Linked DNA regions of Rattus norvegicus: regions 1 and 3 are each linked to region 2. Evidence: chromatin contacts called from public Hi-C data. All regions are on one chromosome and are shown on one strand. The core of a region is the stretch at or near the end of the contact, and the rest is flanking DNA. Distances in the headings are between cores, read along the strand shown. Region 1 has its middle 100 kb from the start of Zfp217. Region 2 has its middle 85 kb from the start of Bcas1. Region 3 holds the start of Zfp217 (zinc finger protein 217).

Region 1 (2,784 bases), core at 216-2,715, 130 kb after region 2:
GAGTTCAATTCTTAATTCATCTCTTCATTCACTGTTTTATCCGGGAGGCTGCGGTCAAGTTTGGAAACCAAATTTATGCAGAGAGTGATTGTGACATACTAGCTGGAGGATTTGAAACTCGAAGGCGGGTGGGGGGAAGTGAGGGGGTGGACACGATACGGGACATGCTACACCCCAACTTCCCTGGGGAACCAGGAATTCCCAGTCCGTTTTGATCGCTTGAAATTGTCATAGTTTAGTTTACAGGTATTTCTGAGGAATCATTTTAGGTGCCTGTAAGTTTAGGTAGAATACTCAAATACAGCCGGAATCGAGTGTCTCTCAAGATGGAAAAAGGACCCACTGGCTATTGTCTGACCTCCCCTGGGCCTGATTGACTAGTAGAAATTGCATCTCCATGGGAACAGATAAATGTCTGCTTTTCATGTCAGGAAATAACCAGCTCGGCCCTCAGAGCTTCACCAACCTAGCACTTTATTCCGGCGGCAGTGAGCGGAGTCTCCCTTTTCATGTTCGGCCAAATTATCTGCTAGAATCTCCTTTCAAGCCTAAGGAGGGGGAAAAACACAGGAGGGAGGAGGGAGGGAGGGAGGGAGAGAGGGAGAGAGGGAGAGAGGGAGAGAGGGAGAGAGAGAGAGAGAGAGAGAGAGAGAGAGAGAGAGAGAGAGAGAGAGATCCCCTCCCCCTTCTGCATGGAGTTAATTACTGTATTTTCCTCGGGGAGATCGAGGGAGAAGACACGCCACTAAAATAACACACAAATGCAGGCAATCATGCTGTATCTGCCTGTTTAATACCTGTGGGTAATTTTTAAAAAAGGAGGCCGGCCGGCAGAGTACCAAGGCAACCCTGCGAGGCTGGTCCTAGGACCCACGAGGTTTTGTTGTTTGTTTATTGCTGCACTGGGACTTGGCGGTGGAGTTTTAGGCAAGTGGACAGCAACTGATTCATGCCGGGCTCTGAGAAGTAGGGTGAATGGGAATCGTGGGAGAACTCCCCGGCGAGCCTCAGATTATCAGCCTCCCGCCCCCATCCCCAACCCCGAGCCTCCAACATCTGCCATTTTGACTCCTGTCTCTCGTGCGCTGCTCCCTGCCAGCCACTTTGGAGGATAGGCTGAAAAGAGAGCCGAGGCTTTCTCTATCCAGGTTCTAGACATTACGGCTTCCGTGCTCGGTTAAAAATACCACCAGAAGCAACATTTTTTTTTTCTGATGATACTGCAAGATTTCCAACCCACCTTTCTGCGTCAGAGCGAGAGGGAACGAAAAAGAATCATCAAAAGGAACAGAGCAGAGGCGGGCTCTCTCCCGCACAAGGACAAACTCTTAGGGAAAAGATAGCCTAGACTGATGGCTATCTAAAACCGGCACCAGAGCACGTGCGGGCTCTCTCTTTATTGGAATCTATTTACCCTCTCCTGTTATTGTGTCTTCTGTCACTGAGACTGTCTGTGGTTTGTTTCTCTCTTCTTCCTCCGCACCTCCACCCAGACAGCCAGCAAGTCTGAGCAGATGACTGAACACTAGTGAGCTGCAACTCCCCTCCCCCGCCTTCGAAGACTCCAGGTGAAAGAAGCCGGCAGGAATTTGAAGAAGGGGCAAACTGGGCTCCGTCCCAGCGCACTCCTAGATCTGGAAGCCCAGTGGTCTTTATCTGGCCCAGATGCTCCGGATGCAGAGAAGGAATGTACCCATCCCCTGTGTGAACACTGCGTCCATTGTACTCTGCCCGGTTGATAGATGCCTGGGTAATTGGCGTGTAACCTACTCTATTAACAGTACAGACAGATATGTGAGCTAGCTGAATCCCTCCAACATATGCCTGGCGTTAGCCAAAGGAGTTTACCATTCTGCCAACATCTCGGCCACTCGGCACATAATTAGGTTTAAGGACCCTATCCCTCTGCTGGGGAATCAATAAATAATGGGGGGATTTTAGCACTTTCTCTGACTAAGAAGTGAGGAGGTCGTGGTAGTCACAGTCCAGCACTGACAGAGGGCAGTGTTGACCGTGTGGGGGTGGGGGTGGTGGAAGGTTTGAGGCCACCGAGAGAGAGTAAGGCTACACGTGCTCTCATGTCTGGAAATTTTAAAATTGGGGGCGTGTCTTTATTCAGCTCTCGCAGCTCGAGGTGAGTGTATAGAGAATAAGGGAGGATATTTGTCACATCCTGCTGGATGACCGTGTCTTAAAGGAGAGCGGGCAACCGTCAACCGAGATACAGAAAGAGGCCATTTAGGATGCATGCGTCTGCATTCTGCAAGCCTCTTTTGCCTCCACACATGTGCCACGGCAGGGCAGGACCACGCCCGTGTTCACACACATACACACACACACACACACACACACACACACACACACACACACACAGAGCCAAGCAATGTAATAAAAAGAGAAAGCGCGTAAGAAAGGCTAGGAGGGGGGTTGGGGATTTAGCTCAGCGGTAGAGCACTTGCCTAGCAAACGCAAGGCCCTGGGTTCGGTCCCCAGCTCCGAAAAAAAAGAAAAAAAAAAAAAAAAGAAAGAAAGGTTAGGAGGGAGAGAAGGAAACAAGGGGAGGAGGAGGAGGAAAGGGAGGAAGAAGAGGAGGAAAAGGAGAAAAAGAAGAGGAGGAAGATGAGGAGGAGGAGGAAAAGGAAGAGGAGGAGGAAGAAGATGAGGAGGAAGAAGATGAGGAGGAGGGCAAGAGGAGGGAAGGAGGAAATGAAGACTAGTGGGTAAAATATTCACATGACAGATTCTCAGGCAGGCAGGAATTACCAGAGACCTGCTTCCCCATGC
Region 2 (2,864 bases), core at 159-2,658:
CGGATGAGAGCACAGGAGCCACACCTAGAACAGATTGGGAAATTGGTAATGTAGCCACAGCACAGCCATGTCTGTAAGCCCCCACATGTGGAGGAAGAAAGGCGGTATAGCCATGTGGCCTGCCTGCCAGCTCGCTGACTGCATTCTAGGGTTCAAATACAGACCAGAAGTGGCTTCCTTTAAGCTAAACTTGCTTCCTGGGTCCTCAGGACCTGATTTGGAAATCACTGTGTGTTCCTTGCTGGGTTCAGAGCCCCCATGTCCCGTGCTCCGCTCCGTGTCATTCCGTGCTAGAAGGTTTTGCTGGAAAGATTGGGGGTGGAGTGTTAAAAGCACCTTGGGAAAACTAGAAGAAGTGGCCACACTACCCAGTCCCACCAAGTCGCCACCAATGAGACCAGCCTGCTGACAGTTCCTTTGTCTGCAAAGCCCTGGGGGCGACGCCTGCTGTGACCTTTTGCCAGCCTCTGGGCCAGCGCGGTGTGTAGAGGAAGTTGGCCAGTTTCACCTTACAGGGCACCAGCTCCTTCGGCTGAGATGAGAGAAGTTTCCAGGCAGGATAGGGAGGTGCAGAAGCAGTGGGGAGTGACTGACTCGGGCCACCAGGCAATAACACCCTCCCGCTTCCGGAAGGCAAACACAGGTTGGGGTGGGGGAGGGGCTCTCTGAGAGAAGCCCTGCAAAGCCCCTCCCGGGCTTTTATTCCTGGTCCTAACCCCTCCTGGGCAAAAAAAGTGGGTGCGCTTAACAAAATTGTGGTTTTGCTTTTGTTTTTGTTGAGGCCAGGAAATTTAAGCCACAAACTCAATGATTCATTGCAGGGACCCTAAACCCAGCTGTAGTTTTAAGAAGCAAGTTTTGCGCTTTCGTGCGAAAGTTGTGTGTTTTCAGTCGCAATCCTGTCTCTGATGCCGCCTTCACTAACTGCCCCAGCAAGACACTCCCCAAATCCGCACAGAAAGTCCACGGGAGTCAGAGGGGTTAGGGGCTGAAAGCTGGGCCCCACAGAGCCCAACCAACCTCTGGCAGGTCGAGTGAGGAGCAAACCTGACAGGCAGCAAAACATTCTGGAATACTGTCCCCAAAGAAATTCAAATTAAGACGTGCGGGAGGAGAGGGACAAAGGTGCCCGATTGTCACCATGAGTCTTTAACGATTCGCTGATTTATTTGTAGGTGCTCAGGGAAGTGTCTCCTCTCCCTTGCCAAGAAGACGTGTCTTTTCCAAGAATGGAGCTAGTGAGACGAAATGTCCGGCATTGTGCGTGCAAGTTACACACACATACACACACACACACACACACACACACACACACCCCACACACACTCATGTGCACACACATGCATGCACATTCCCAAGGATGCCTTCCAGTTCCTGGTGACAGAAACTGTTTGCCTCATATCCATAAGAGAATTCACTCAAAGGAGCAGTTGTTCCCAGCAGCCTGAGGCCACTCCTGGATTCATCCTCTGGGGAATGAGCCACAAACCCTGAGAGCTGCCAAAAGCTGGGAGGGGAAAGAGAAAGCCAGAGAGAATACTGGTTTTGTTTGTAGCTTGTAGCTCGTTAAACACAGGTATATTTCTCTCTCTCTCCCCCTACCTTCCTCTCGTCTCTCCTCTCCCCCTCCCCCTCCAATCCCTACCTCCAAGCATCATGTAAACAGTCCAGATACACTGGGGGGACAGTCTAACAGCCCCCACAGGGCAGTAGGGGTCTCATTAGATTTAAGAAGCCGTACCCCTCTGGCTCCCCTCAAAGATCCAAAAGAAGTCTAGGTGCCCCCATCCAGGATATGCAGGTGTGGTCTCTTCTGTCCCATAGCCCCAGGCTAGTCTTTGGCCTGAAGCTATAAACCAGAGCTTGAGATGTAACTCAGAGGTACAGTACCGACCCAGCACAAACGAGGCCTGTGTTCCATTTCCAGCACTGCAGGGTGGAGGGGCTTCAGCATGGTCATTAGCACAAGTGGGAGAGAAAATCCCTCCTACCCACCTACCTGGGAGGAAGGAGAGGGAAGGGGCAGCAGTTACCCACTTTCCCACGGTGCAAACCCCGAGATTAGGGATGGGCTGCTGGCGGGGCTCGGTTTTAACCACTCTCTATGTCCTCTTCAGAGCCCTAAGTAAGCTGTTTGGCACAGTGTGTAGAGTCCGTGTTTGTCCCTGGTCAGGACTGTGTTTACTCTATGGAAAGTGAGTCCCCTGAAAATGACCGCCTGTTAGCAACAAGGGGGAAAAAATGACAGCAAGCAACTTCCAAACAAACATTGATTATTGATTGAGTCTTTAATGTAGGCAGACACTAGCCAGGGAGCGCTTCTCCCGGGTTGGACTTTTTTTTTTCCTTGCTTCTGTATGGCCACCCATAATGCTACCTCTCACTCCTCTAAACCCTGGGGCCTCTAACTTGCCAGGCAGAAGCGAACCACATGATTTAACAGAAACCAGGATAGAGGTCACGCTGCCTGACAGGATCTCACGCACAGCCTTCCTGATGCATTATCCAATTTACAGCTGTGTCCCCCGCCCCCTCCACGCTTCGTCCCCCGCCCCCTGCACTGAATTTAAGTGCTTCCTTACACTTCCTTAGGAGCTGATTGGCAGGAATCTGTATGCATTAGTTTCAGATTTCCAAATAGGTGCTTCCTGACAAAATGGCCCCAGCTGGCAACTATTGCCTTTGAAGGATCTCACGTCTTGAGAGTGACAAATGTCATTCAAGCGCCTTTTATATAATCCGACCATATGGGGGCGCCCAGGAACTGGGTTCTGCAGGCTGACCAAGCGGCTTTGGCCTACCCAGGAAATTGAACCAAGAGCCTGTCTGTTGATTAACTTCTAGAATACTGTCAAGTTTCGCCA
Region 3 (2,832 bases), core at 30-2,529, 230 kb after region 2:
GAGTGGAAATCAGAGTCCACAGAGTAGCTAAGCCACTCCCTTCTCCCTGGCCAGTGGAAGGTGGAGACAGACAGGTAGGAAGTGGATTTTGTGAAGGAGGAATGAGCCATACAGAGTTAGGTCCGAGGAGGCCTGTTAGAAAGAAATGTGGACACGGGGAAGTCAGTGGCCTCTGCATCTGGTAGGTCGTTGACCCTTTGAAACCCAACCCTGCCTGGCAGCATCTGGTACCCGAAACCTCAGGGTCCTGGGCCAAGGACCTAATGCAAGGAAAAGTTCCTGAGTCTGCTGAGGCTTTGGACCAGTCTCATTTTGTTAGATCCATTTTCGTAACTTCTTTCTTTTGAGACAAGGACTCGTAGCTCTGGCTATGTAGACCAGGCTAGCTTTGAAATTTCAGCTCCAGCTGCCTCCTCCTCGTGAGTGCTGAGATTGCAGGCATGCGTTTGTGCTTTGCCATGTTTGTGCTTTTGCAAACTCCTGTAGTCACTGTAGGAGACACGCATGCATCTTGGGGGCATCTGACTGAGACAGCAGAGTTGTGACAATTTTATCCTAAAGCTGTCTTGGCCTGTCCGTTTTTGAGACGGTTGTACGTTGTGTACGTTGACAAGGCTTGCTTTGACCTCACTATGTAGCCCAGGCTGGCCAGCCTGTCGTTGCCGTTTCCTGTTCACACTTGGCATTTATATTTCAGTAGGCAGAGCTCTGGCTTAAAGGTCTCCTGACTGGCTGCAGTTCTGCTCACTTAGTAAGTCTACCCACTGGGAAGTGTGCTAGTGAGGAAATTAAGAAGCATGTTCAGCAGGATGTTATGGATTAGTCAAAGGGTAGGCAGTTGGGTCCCTTTTTGTGGAAAAGATCATGTGACTCATGGGCCAAACCCTGTTCCTGAGCCTTCTTCACTGAGGCGTGTTTTTTCCTTTCAGATTTTGGAAGTCCCTTGTCTTCACATTGCCGGGATCAACGTCTTGCTCAACTGAGCCACTCACCCAGTGGAGATGGACAGAACTGTTGCCCTCATGCTGACTCACGTCTGAATCACAGCCCAGGGCAGCCTGGATGCCTTGTTTGTGCAAAGACCCACCTCTATCACTGAGCTTCCCCCAAGCTCTGGAATATACACATCCCTCTGAACTTAGAGTTGCTCTAATTTTGACGCCCAGGGCTTCTGGAGGTTTGAGTGGTGATATCTCACAAGTGTCCTTATTCTAACTCCAGAGATCCTTAGCAGACAGCTGGATCGTCCATCCACTCAGACCTGAAGTGGCCGGCAGCATGCCGACGCAATCCCTCCTCGTGTACATGGACGGGCCGGAAGTCCTTGGCAGTTCTCTAGGTACCCAGATGGAGGTGGATGATGCTGTGCCCATGAAGGGACCGGCTGTGGTCCCCTTCCGAGCTGCGCAGGAGAAGAGCTTGGCCACAGCTGAGGGACACATGCCCCTGGACTGCATGTTCTGCAGCCAGGTCTTCTCTCACGCGGAAGATCTCAATCAGCATGTGCTCCTGCAGCACCGGCCCACCCTCTGTGAGCCGGCTGTGCTGCGTGTGGAGGCCGAGTATTTAAGCCCCCTGGACAAAGGTCAGGTGCCCACGGAACCACCAAAGGAGAAGAGCAGCAAAGAAATGGAAGAGCTGAGCTGTGATGTATGCGGACAGACATTCCCAGTGGCTTTTGATGTTGAGAGCCACATGAAGAAACATAAGGACTCCTTCACGTATGGGTGCAGCATGTGCGGGAGGAGATTCAAGGAGCCGTGGTTCCTGAAGAACCACATGCGGACACACAATGGCAAGTCTGGCACCAGAAGCAAGCTGCAGCAGGGCACGGAGAGTCCAGTCACCATCAACGATGTGGTCCAGGCACATGCCCCTGGGAACATCTCCACTCCCTACAAGATCTGCATGGTCTGTGGCTTCCTCTTCCCAAATAAGCAGAGCCTCATTGAGCACAGCAAGGTTCATGCCAAAGAAACTGTTCCTAGTGCCAGCAGCACAGCCCCTGATGGCCACCAAGAGGAACCCACATCCCCGAGGGAAGAGCTGCTGCAGTTTTTGAACTTGAGACCCAGATCAACTGCAGAGAGTACAGTGAAGCCCATGACCTCTATACCTCAGCTTGACCCATTCACCACCTACCAGGCATGGCAGTTGGCTACCAAAGGCAAAGTGGCCGTTGCCCAAGAAGAGGTGAAAGAGTCAGGCCAAGAAGGAAGCACGGACAACGATGATTCGTGTTCAGAGAAAGAGGAACTTGGAGAAATATGGGTTGGGGGTAAGGTGGAAGGTTCTGGAAAGTCCAAGACAAATAGAAGCAGTTGTTCAGGTCTCTCCCAAGACAAAGATAAGTCTAGACATGGTAACAGTGAAGTGCCTTCAGGGGACGCTGACTCCAAGTTGCCCGGCAGCAAGGAGAAGCCCACACACTGTTCGGAGTGCAGTAAAGCGTTCAGGACATACCACCAGCTGGTCCTGCACTCGAGGGTGCACAGAAAGGACAGGAGGGCTGATGCCCCATCACCCACCATGGCTGGGGATGCCAGGCAGCCTGGGACCTGCTCCCCAGAACTCCGCACCACTCTGGAAGAGAGTGGGGCCGGGGACCGAGAAGGAGGCTCTGAAGATGGGTCTGAGGATGGGCTCCCTGAAGGGCTCCATTTGGGTGAGTACTCTGCTGCCTCCTGGGCGGTGTTTGCTGCAGGGACTCCAGGTGCCAGGTTCTTATCTCAGTGCTTTGTGGTGTCATCCATCATGTAGTCTCAGAACCATCTCAGGCCCTTCTCATTGCTTTTTTTTTTTTTTTTTTGGTTCTTTTTTTTCGGAGCTGGG

Evidence for each region. A called contact is a pair of places that touch in the nucleus more often than the background predicts.
Region 1: a contact with region 2 is called in a Hi-C map of the Rat2 cell line, with 5 times the contacts expected there. The contact joins two enhancer-like sites. A contact is called at or near these places in 2 of 12 Hi-C or Micro-C datasets (the Rat2 cell line and Schwann cells).
Region 3: a Hi-C map of frontal cortex shows a contact between it and region 2, with 5 times the contacts expected there. The contact joins the promoter of Zfp217 here to the enhancer-like site in region 2. A contact is called at or near these places in 7 of 12 Hi-C or Micro-C datasets (the Rat2 cell line, Schwann cells, frontal cortex and 3 more) and 1 of 1 datasets of contacts at active chromatin or transcription factors (oligodendrocytes).

The regions. Positions count from the first base shown.
Region 1 is chr3:179,421,067-179,423,850 of GRCr8, reverse strand. No RefSeq gene overlaps it. Among named protein-coding and RNA genes, the nearest start is that of Zfp217, 100 kb to the right of the region's middle. Within about 2 kb of position 1,465, at least 35 of the 93 cell types and tissues checked have an H3K27ac peak or open chromatin away from gene starts, as enhancers often do.
Region 2 is chr3:179,551,080-179,553,943 of GRCr8, reverse strand. No RefSeq gene overlaps it. Among named protein-coding and RNA genes, the nearest start is that of Bcas1, 85 kb to the left of the region's middle. Within about 2 kb of position 1,408, at least 8 of the 93 cell types and tissues checked have an H3K27ac peak or open chromatin away from gene starts, as enhancers often do.
Region 3 is chr3:179,320,140-179,322,971 of GRCr8, reverse strand. Zfp217 (zinc finger protein 217) reads left to right here and starts at 1,279. Exons shown (of 5, transcript NM_001107813.1): 1 at 1,279-2,665. The coding sequence starts at 1,279.